2 separate regions of the Mus musculus genome follow, and region 1 is linked to region 2. Evidence: chromatin contacts called from public promoter capture Hi-C data. All regions are on one chromosome and are shown on one strand. The core of a region is the stretch at or near the end of the contact, and the rest is flanking DNA. Distances in the headings are between cores, read along the strand shown. Region 1 overlaps Gm32925 (a long non-coding RNA gene). Region 2 holds the start of Map3k7cl (Map3k7 C-terminal like).

Region 1 (4,441 bases), core at 604-3,103, 230 kb before region 2:
AGTCTGTTTCACTTGATTCTGTCTATCTGTCCTGGAATAAGGTGGTAGACCCTAGGCAACCCATCACCTTAAAGACTTAAGGTTCCTCAATCCTTGGACCTTCTTGCAATTCTTCCAATATCTCAGTTTGGATAAGTGAGCAGCGAATTCTTGGGTCTGCCTGATAAGAACTCCTTTGCACATATGGGTAGCACGAACTAGACTCAGGAGTTTAATCAATTGATTAATTAATAAGGAGAACGTGAATTTGGGAAGGTGATGAAGTTGGGGAGGAGATTTGATAGGAGGTCCTAGCGGGGAGTTAAAGGGGAAGAATGAAAACAGTAAAAATGATAGTGACACCTTGTATATGTGTAGAGAATTTTCAAAGGATAAATTTTAAATGCAGTATTTGGTCTCTGTTATCTCCACACTCAGGCCAATATCAGCTACCACATCGCCTCCACAGAAAGTCCAAACACCTTTGCATCATCATTATCCATTACTAGAAATTACTAATATTTCTTAAGTTTTAATTCATGTCCCAGAAACTCTGCTAAGAATAACATATGTACCACCTTATCTGATCCTAACAGCCTCCACCTGCAGGAATGGAAACCTAGCCCCTGTTATAAAATAAACCCACAACCAGAGCTGCTGCAAACAGCTCCGGATCACAAAGGCAGAGGACAGCAGGGTCAGGATTTGAACCCTCTACTCTTAAGCGTACACTGCCCTCCATACATGAGATAATAGCTTTGTGCTCTTCCTGGGTCTGCTCTCATAGAAGTAAACCTTCTCAGAATAAAACAAAACAATGATGTATTCTAGCCGGGGCTGTAACGGTGAGGGCACTGCCTCAGAGATCCATGCTGGAATCCAAAAATAGCCTGAGAGTAGAGTGAAGGCGATGTGAAGAAGGCAATGTGAAGATACCCACAGTCTTGCTGCACAAGAAACCATCTGCTGCCTGTGCCCTTCCTCCTGACATATGAAGAGCTACAAAGAATTTTAAAGAACTTAGCTGTGAAGTCTGTGACAATGGATGTCTTTGGGTTACAAACCTCTCAACGTGTAAACTCTTCAAGAGTAGGAGTGCCACCCTGGGTTTGTAGCACTCGTGCGTGCGTGCGTGCGTGCGTGCGTGCGTGCGTGTGTGTGTGTGTGTGTGTGTGTGTGTGTGTATGCGTGTGTACACTGGCGCATGCGTGCCCGCCCACGCGCCCATCCAAACCCAAATAAAACTTAGAAACTAGCAATTCACCCTAAAGCAAAGTTATCCCTGTCAAAACACAATGCGCCTTTTTGTGGTCTGTCCAATCAACAAGCCCTAAGACAAGTCTGAATACAAACAGTTGTCAGGAATGTCTCTCCAAGATCAGAAATAAAGGACTGGAAAAGTGATAACCGTGAAGGTTTTGTCAACTTGACACCACCTAGAATCTCCTGGAGGAGAGGCTCAGTAGGGGACTGTCTAGAGTAGGTTAGCCTGTGGACATGCCTTGACTCTGTTAATTAATGCGGGAATGCCCAGCCTATGTGTGGGTAGCACGGTGCCCCTGGTTTGGATCCTGAATTGTAAGAGAACAGAGAAAGTAAGCTGAGCTGTGAGAATGCACACGTCCATTCTCTGTTCCCAAAGAGGGTGTGGCTAGCTCTTTCAAGTTCCTGCCTTGATGTCCCGGTACTGATGTCATTGTAAGCTAAATAAACTCTTTCCCTTTTTAACTCTGTGCTTGTCAGGGTGTTTTCTCGTAGCCACGGGAATGAAACTAAGGCACTAATCAGCAAGTTCATGACCTGGGTGAGCACAGGCTGGGGCACCCGTGTGAAACGCTGCTCAGAAGAGCCAGGAACCGGAAGTCCTTGTTACTCACCAGGCAACATTCCAGTTATTTCTGAAAGTGCGCACTCCCCTGAAGTCTGGGTCCTCATCAGCAAGGCTAAACAGAACTCCATGACTTTACAGAAAGCACTTCAGGAGCTTTCCCACACGGAGCGGTTGTTGTGGAATCACGTGGGCTAACAAGGCCTCTGCCTCACTTGGAAATCTAGCAGGTGAAAGGATGTTCTATAACTCGCTGTTCCTTGTGGTCTCTGACTCTCAGGAAAAGCTGACAAGCTGAGGACAGTAAGTATCTGAGAGTACAGCCAAGAAACCGCTGGGCACTTCTCCGTTGGTGGGAGTGAGGTTCTGGAACCCAATGGAAATAGTTATCTATATTCATCCGCAACGGCCGCTGTCTTTGTTACTTTTCTCATTGCTATGACAAAAAAAAAAAAAAAAAGAAATGCCAGAAACATTTTCATGTGAGAAGGATAAGTCCCAGAGCTCACATTCCAGGGCTGGGCAGCTGAGTCAATGGCTGACTGTACTCGCAGTGCAAGCGTGAGTGTCTGAGCCTGTCCTCAGGGAACTAGAGTTGAGAAATGTGTATGACTATAGAGCCTGGTGCCTGCCTGCCTGTCACCTCAGGATATAGAAGATGGCCGTTCAATGGGAGGAAGAATCGAGCTGAAGAAACAGCCCTAGTTTAGAACGTCAAGGATACATAGCTTTCCCATGTGTTCTGGGAATCCAGGCATGAGCTACTTCTCGGAACTCTTCAGTCACAGTGACAGCTATAGAGAGAGTTAGGAGAAGCCAATGATATTACATCTCCTGCCACACCGTCCTCGCAAGAACCCATGCACAGACGCAGTGAGCCAGCGTCTAGAAGCTTGCGATATGGATGATCAGCCAAGAGAAACAAACACAAGCCAAGGAAAACCGTCTCTTCTCTTTCATCCTGACCTCTGCTTACCCAGGCTCTAACCCTAAAAGAGCCGGTAGCTGGACACAGAAGGAAGAAATTATTTGGGTCATGGGGAATGCAAATAGTGAAGAAAGGACCACTGACATCAGAAATAAACCAAAAGCAACTTTATTCTCCGTGGGAAAAAATGCTTCTAGCTGGTTAGGGTCAGACTGAGGCGCTAACACAAGGACCTTGGAAGGGTGTGGGCAGTCTCCTTTGAAAGCATGGACCCAGATGCTCAGGGGATAATAAAAAAGGAATTTGTAAATTGAGGTGGCTGGAGTGTGGCAGATAGCAGGATGTTGGTTCGGGCTCCAGGCTTCTGTAAAGGCACCTCTTTTATGTCACCCTTTATTGGGGTTCACAGGAACCAGGTGGTTTGACTGCAATTGAAAAGAATTCAGGCCTTGAGGACACGCAGTGAGATGGGGACAGCAGGCTAATGCCTGGAATTACTCTGGGCTCTTCAGAAATGAGAGAATCGCATTAAAAAGGACCACAGCTCTTTCTTCCTAGACCAGAGGTCTGGCCTCGTCTGAGAGCACAAGCTCAGAACTGGAGGTGAGGCAGGAGATTTTCTTCAGCCATATCCAACTCTGAGCTTCTGTCATCCGCTCAGTTCTGATCTCTAGCCTTTCCCGTTCTTTGCTGTTGGTTTGTTATTCCTTTGTTTTGTTTTTATTTTCAATGTTTATTTGGTAGCTAGTACTAGTTATACACTTTGTTGTTGCTGTTTTGCTTTTGTTTGTTTGTTTGTTTGTTTGTCTGTTCCAAGATGGTTCTCTCTGTGTAGCCCTCGCTGGCCTAGAACTCAGAGATCCAACTGCTGCTGCCTGCTGAGTACCAGAGTGTGGTTAAAGGGTTAAGGCCTTTGCTACCATGCCTGGTCCTTTCTCATTCTTTAACTGAGAAGTTATTTCTCCCCTGGTGAAAACAGACAAGTCAAGCCAGATTAGGTTATATTAAACTCAGGTTTGCTGGGAAGCTGTTCTTGGGTGAGTCCACTGGCCCCGAGGAAGGAGGGCAGGGAAGTTGCCATGGGAAGAGAGAGAGAAGAGAGGGGGGAAGAAGAAAAGAATGGGCGGAGAGAGAAAGATGCAGAGAGAGAAGGAAAGAAATGCCTGGATTATATAGGGAAGAGCCTCTGGGAAAGGGCAACCCAGCCTCAGGCTGAAAAGTTCAGAGTTGGGGGCAGGGTGTCCCATGTAGAGACTGAGGGATGCTGGGAGAACCTGGAGACCAGGTTGGCTTTGGTGTGTAAAATGTGCACCTCAAACCCTTGTCCCAGGGTCTGAAACGAAAAATTAACAGTCAAGAAAATATATTTGCAAGAGACAGACCTGGTCAGTGGCACATATCTGTAATCTCAGCTGCTCAGACACAGATGGGGATATCACAAGTTAGAGGCTATCCTTGGCTACAAAGTTTAAAGCCAGCCTAGACTACACTATATAAGGCCCTCTCTCAAAATAAATTTGTAAAAGGTATGAGGATATAGCTTCCTGGCAAAGTGCCAGCCTAGCGTCCAAGATGCTCTAAATTTAATCCCTCTTCCCACACACACACACACACACACACACACACACACGGACACGAACACACACACAGCAAAAGGAAATGAAGAAAATACATTTCCAGAATCTAGGACCCAGCCTAGAATTAAA
Region 2 (4,515 bases), core at 486-2,985:
GATGACCTAGAAATCTATCAAACACTTATGCCCAAGGTTTCACCGCTTAACAGCAGGCTAGAACCCAAAACAAAACTTGGCCATAGGGCACACAGCTATAATTACCAGCATGTATGGAAGGGAGCAAGATCAGCTGATCCAAGGTAATATTTACTAAATCGTGAGTTCAAAGCCAGCTTGGGCTACATGAAGCCCTCCTTTAAACAAACAAACACCCAAAGGCATCCCATGAGTGTGTGGCTCTATTTATTAAATTATTATTATTTAGTTAATAAACTTAGAGACAATATGTGGAAAACATCCCATATTAACATTTCTATTTTTGGTCATGCCTCTTCTAAACTCTCTCCTTCCTATTCATCTCATGTAGGCAGAAACCCAAAAAAAACCTGCATGATATTTTAAGGAAAATGTCTCCAAAAATGGCAAAATATAAATACTGTCTTTAGCCATCCTTGGCAGGGTCCTGGGAACTGCGGTAGCAGAATATTTTCTCATGGTCAGGTTTTTTTTTTCTCTTTCCCATAGCTTTTCTGTGTCTAAAAATAGTATCCAGAACACTGGGGTTTGTTTTTACAATTACTTGTGTGGGCAAGTTCAGGGCCTACATTTGTATATGTGCATTCAGATGTAGATACATTGTGAACCATCTGAGGTACCATCCTGAAAGAAAACGGGCCTCTATTAGCCATCCAGCAAAGCTTAAAAGCACAGCAAATGTTTATGAGCCACTTAGAATTCTGTTGCGCCCAAGTTACTCCTCACAATAGCTCTGGGCCCTGGACATTCTACACACCATGACAACATAACTTTATGTTACAAAAGGACAGAATCCTGAAATGGCTATGACTTAACACGGGACTTCTTGCTTTTCAAAAAAAAAAAAAACAAAAAAAACAAAACCAACCCTCTGGCACATTTGTGTGTAGTTTCTTCTGCTTGGTATCAGTATTCTCGGAACCACCTGTTTCTGAGGAAAGAGCACAGATGGTCTCAAGTTGAACAAAACAAGCAGAAGCTCCGAGAGTTGTAGCCGAGAGGGAAAGTCTTACTTCTGGGAGACCTATAGTGCGCAGTCTGCCTGAGTGTGACTTCTAGGGATGGGAAGCTCGCGCCTCTTCAGGTGCACACATCCCTTTCCACTTTCCCGCATCAACAAATGAAGCACAGGAGACGGGAATCTGCCTCTTGGGTTTACTAAACCTCTGCTCTGGCTTCCAGCTAGAGGAATGAAATCGATCAACACAGCTAAGGGCAAGACAACAGAAAATATCTGCCTGTCTGTCTTGAAAAGGGTGATGTCCAGATCCGGTAGATTTTGAGTGCCACACAGCATCCACAACTTGCCTTTCCATCGCACCTCCCCGGGGAAAGCAGCTGCTGGGTCCTTCTCCGGCCACTGTAACGGAGCCTCAGTTAAGTTGCCCGTGCTCAGAGCGGTTAGCTGGGTTTCACACCTGCTGCCTTACCTCACTTAGTTGAGAGTCTGCGCTTGTGTAATCCAGGGCCAGCCACTGCCTTGGCCAGTCGTTGAGTTTGTGCAGTCAAGACTCAGCGAGAGAGCAGTCTGCACCTGCTGCATAGCAGCCACCGACACTCTGAGGAGCAGAGACAGCTGCCCAGGCTGCACACTACCTGCTCTGCCCCGGACCCCACTGTCCCATCCCACGGGACCTCCCTGTTCCGCTTCCTCGCATAGCCCCTCTCTCCTTTCCTTGCCACTCCGACAGCCAGGATGTTGTCATGTTTCTAGAAAAAGCAAGAGCAAAAGAAAAACCCTCCTCCTGTCAGAAGCATTGATAAACAGCAAGCTGTAGAGCGTCCAAATGTTTTAATTCATTAGTCCTGGCAAACCTAAAATACAAACAGACTTGCTTCACAAGACAGGAATGTCTTCGTGGTGACCCAATCCGTGTCTGCGTCTATTCCAGCGAACTGGCAAAGATAGCATGACTCTAGTCAGCAAAAATGTCAGCTCAGCTAGACCCAGCCAACTTGGACAGGCCACTGGCTGCCTCTTGGAACGTAGCAGTGATGATCCCATTAAGAAGGTGAGGTTTGAGGTTGAGCTGGTCCTGAGCTTGATGGCTTGATCCGCTCTACCACGGCAGTCGCTCACCAAAGGGGTCAGTGGTCAACCGGGAACATCGGGATCCCTTCGACTTCTCTTCACAGTCGTTAAACTTGGATGCCTTGGGTATTTAAAAATAACTGAACCATGACGTTAAGGTTAAAGAGTTAAACATAAATAACGTTAAGAGAATGCAAAGACAAAGCCACAAACTGAAAGGAGATATTTGCGAAATGCACAGGGGAATCCGAAATATGGGAAGAAAACTTAAAACTGGACAGAGGGGAAACAGTCCAGTCGGGGAGTGAGGAGGAGGAAGGGGGAGAGGTCGAGAGTTCTCAACAGACACTTTTCAGCAAAGGTAAACAGATAGCCAGTAAACCTATGGAAAGATGGTTGGCTTTCATGTCAGTAGAGAGCCACAGACAGAAATAATGGGGCATTGCCTGGCACCCGTTCCCAGGGCTCACATCCCAACACAAGCGATGAAGTACATATGGAGAAGAATGCTAGCTCTCCCTCACTTCTAGTGGGAATACAAAAGGATAAAAGAACCTTAGAATACAATTTGATCATTTCTTACTAAACCAAACATATTTTTATCATGTGATCCATCAATGGCAGGCTGTTCCATGGTCTAGCATCCAGGTTCACATGACAATCCTGGGTGATACACTCAGCCTCAAAGAAGTCAAAGTAGTGCATCATTTATGTGCTGAATGCAAGTCAGTAATTGTGTCTTGCATTTTAAATGCCATCCAAAGGCCTATGCATGGAAGGTTTGCTCTGCTGTCCACAGCATGACTTTGAAGTGATGGAAACTTTGGGGTGAGGGGGGTCCCACTTAGGTGACTGGAGGTATGCCTTTAAAGATATTAGCGTCCAGCCCCCTCCTCTTACTCTCTCTTTGCTCTCTGGATGTATTGATGGGTACAGTTTTCTTACATCACGTGCTCCATGATAAATTGCCTCACCACGGGCCCAAAGGCAATGGGACCAAGTGTAGCCTTTGAAGCCATGAGAGACCAAATTCATCTTTCAGACTTACAAGTTTACTTTCTTAAGTCCTTCGCCAAAACAATGAAAAGGAAGGCAATACCATATCTTTAGGGACTCCCACATCAGGCCCCTAGGCCTGCCTTGAGAGGGGCTGGTGGTGACACTGATGTTGCTACAGTTATCAGTAACTGCTAGCATCTGGAGTTAGGGATGAAAAACAGACCTTTCTTAAAGTGACAGTTCATATTAAATACATGGAACGCATCTCCTTCTGTGATCATGTACCTGACAGAGGCATCATCTCTGTATCCCAGACTCATGTCAGTAATCCTGGGGGCTTCCCAGGACACGGGCTATAACACTCATGGCTGCCCCTTCCAAGATCAAAGATGCCTGAGAGAGAGAGAGAGAGAGAGAGAGAGAGAGGTGTCTGCCAGATGCTACAGTGGAAAAGACTTCAACAAAGGATAATTTGACAACACTGAGTAAAGCATAAATTTTAAAATGTCTCATTTTTCTTACTTAGATAGTCTAAATATGCTCTGTCTGAGCCTGATGCTATAAATTGAAATGTTTCCAACCTTAATATCTACTAACTCTTCTGTCACCTTAGGAATGATGGTGCACGTATGGGCTCGTTACTCAAAACACATTCAAGCAACCAATAGGAAACACAAATGAAGTCAAGTCCCACAACTGAAACCCAAAATAACCCAGATGGCACTTTAGGAATGCAAAAATATATATATAGAAATTCAATCCGGAAAGGATATATGTGCACATGAAAATATTAACACATCAACCGTATGTTTATGAGTGGTACCAATACCCACGTTTTGTTGTTGTTGTTTTATTCTCTTCAGCAATAAGTATTTTCACTGCTTGTGTTAGTCAGCTTTTCATTGCCATAACAAGACATTTGAGATAGAAAATGAAAAGGGGAAGGGCTTATTTTGTGTCATGGTGTCAGGAGCTCCCATCCATGGTCACTTGAGCCCATTGGATGGCACCTGTGGCAGGACAGTACATCATTGCCAGAGCACTTGGGGGAGAAGGCTGTGTTATCCTTCATGGAATGAAGCAAAGGGAGAAAATTCAACAATTTCCCAAGTGACCAGCTGGGGTCAAGAATAGGTGGACCTTTGGAAACACTCCAGACACAAATTAGAACATTGTTATGGGAGAGTTATTTTTTTTAATTAAAAAAAAGGGACTTTCAGCTTGTGTGTGCCTTTAATCCCAGCACTTAGGAAGCAAAGTCAAGAAGACCTCTGTGAGTTCAGCTCCAGTCTTGTCTACAAAGTAGGTTCCACACCAGCCCAGAACTAAGGAGGCCATAGTATGTTCACATATGAGTTTGTTTCTGATTATGATTTAGGATAGGCTCATAGTTTAGACTATTATCATAATCTAGAGATATAAATTTCTCAATATAATAAAAGAAT

Evidence for each region. Promoter capture Hi-C pulls out the DNA fragments that hold promoters and counts their contacts.
Region 1: a contact with region 2 is called in a promoter capture Hi-C map of embryonic stem cells, with 2.7 times the contacts expected there. The contact joins the enhancer-like site here to the promoter of Map3k7cl in region 2. A contact is called at or near these places in 9 of 39 promoter capture datasets (the C10 cell line, the HPC-7 cell line, embryonic stem cells and 4 more), 1 of 484 Hi-C or Micro-C datasets (bone marrow-derived macrophages) and 2 of 9 other capture datasets (adipose tissue and liver).

What each region holds. Positions count from the first base shown.
Region 1 is chr16:87,782,008-87,786,448 of GRCm38.p6, reverse strand. All of the region lies in intron 4 of Gm32925 (a long non-coding RNA gene), which reads right to left. Among named protein-coding and RNA genes, the nearest start is that of 2810407A14Rik, 44 kb to the left of the region's middle. Within about 2 kb of position 1,853, at least 76 of the 459 cell types and tissues checked have an H3K27ac peak or open chromatin away from gene starts, as enhancers often do. A contact at or near this core is called in adipose tissue, where this site is marked.
Region 2 is chr16:87,550,550-87,555,064 of GRCm38.p6, reverse strand. It overlaps Map3k7cl (Map3k7 C-terminal like), which reads right to left and starts at 1,735. Exons shown (of 5, transcript NM_144854.2): 1 at 1,470-1,735.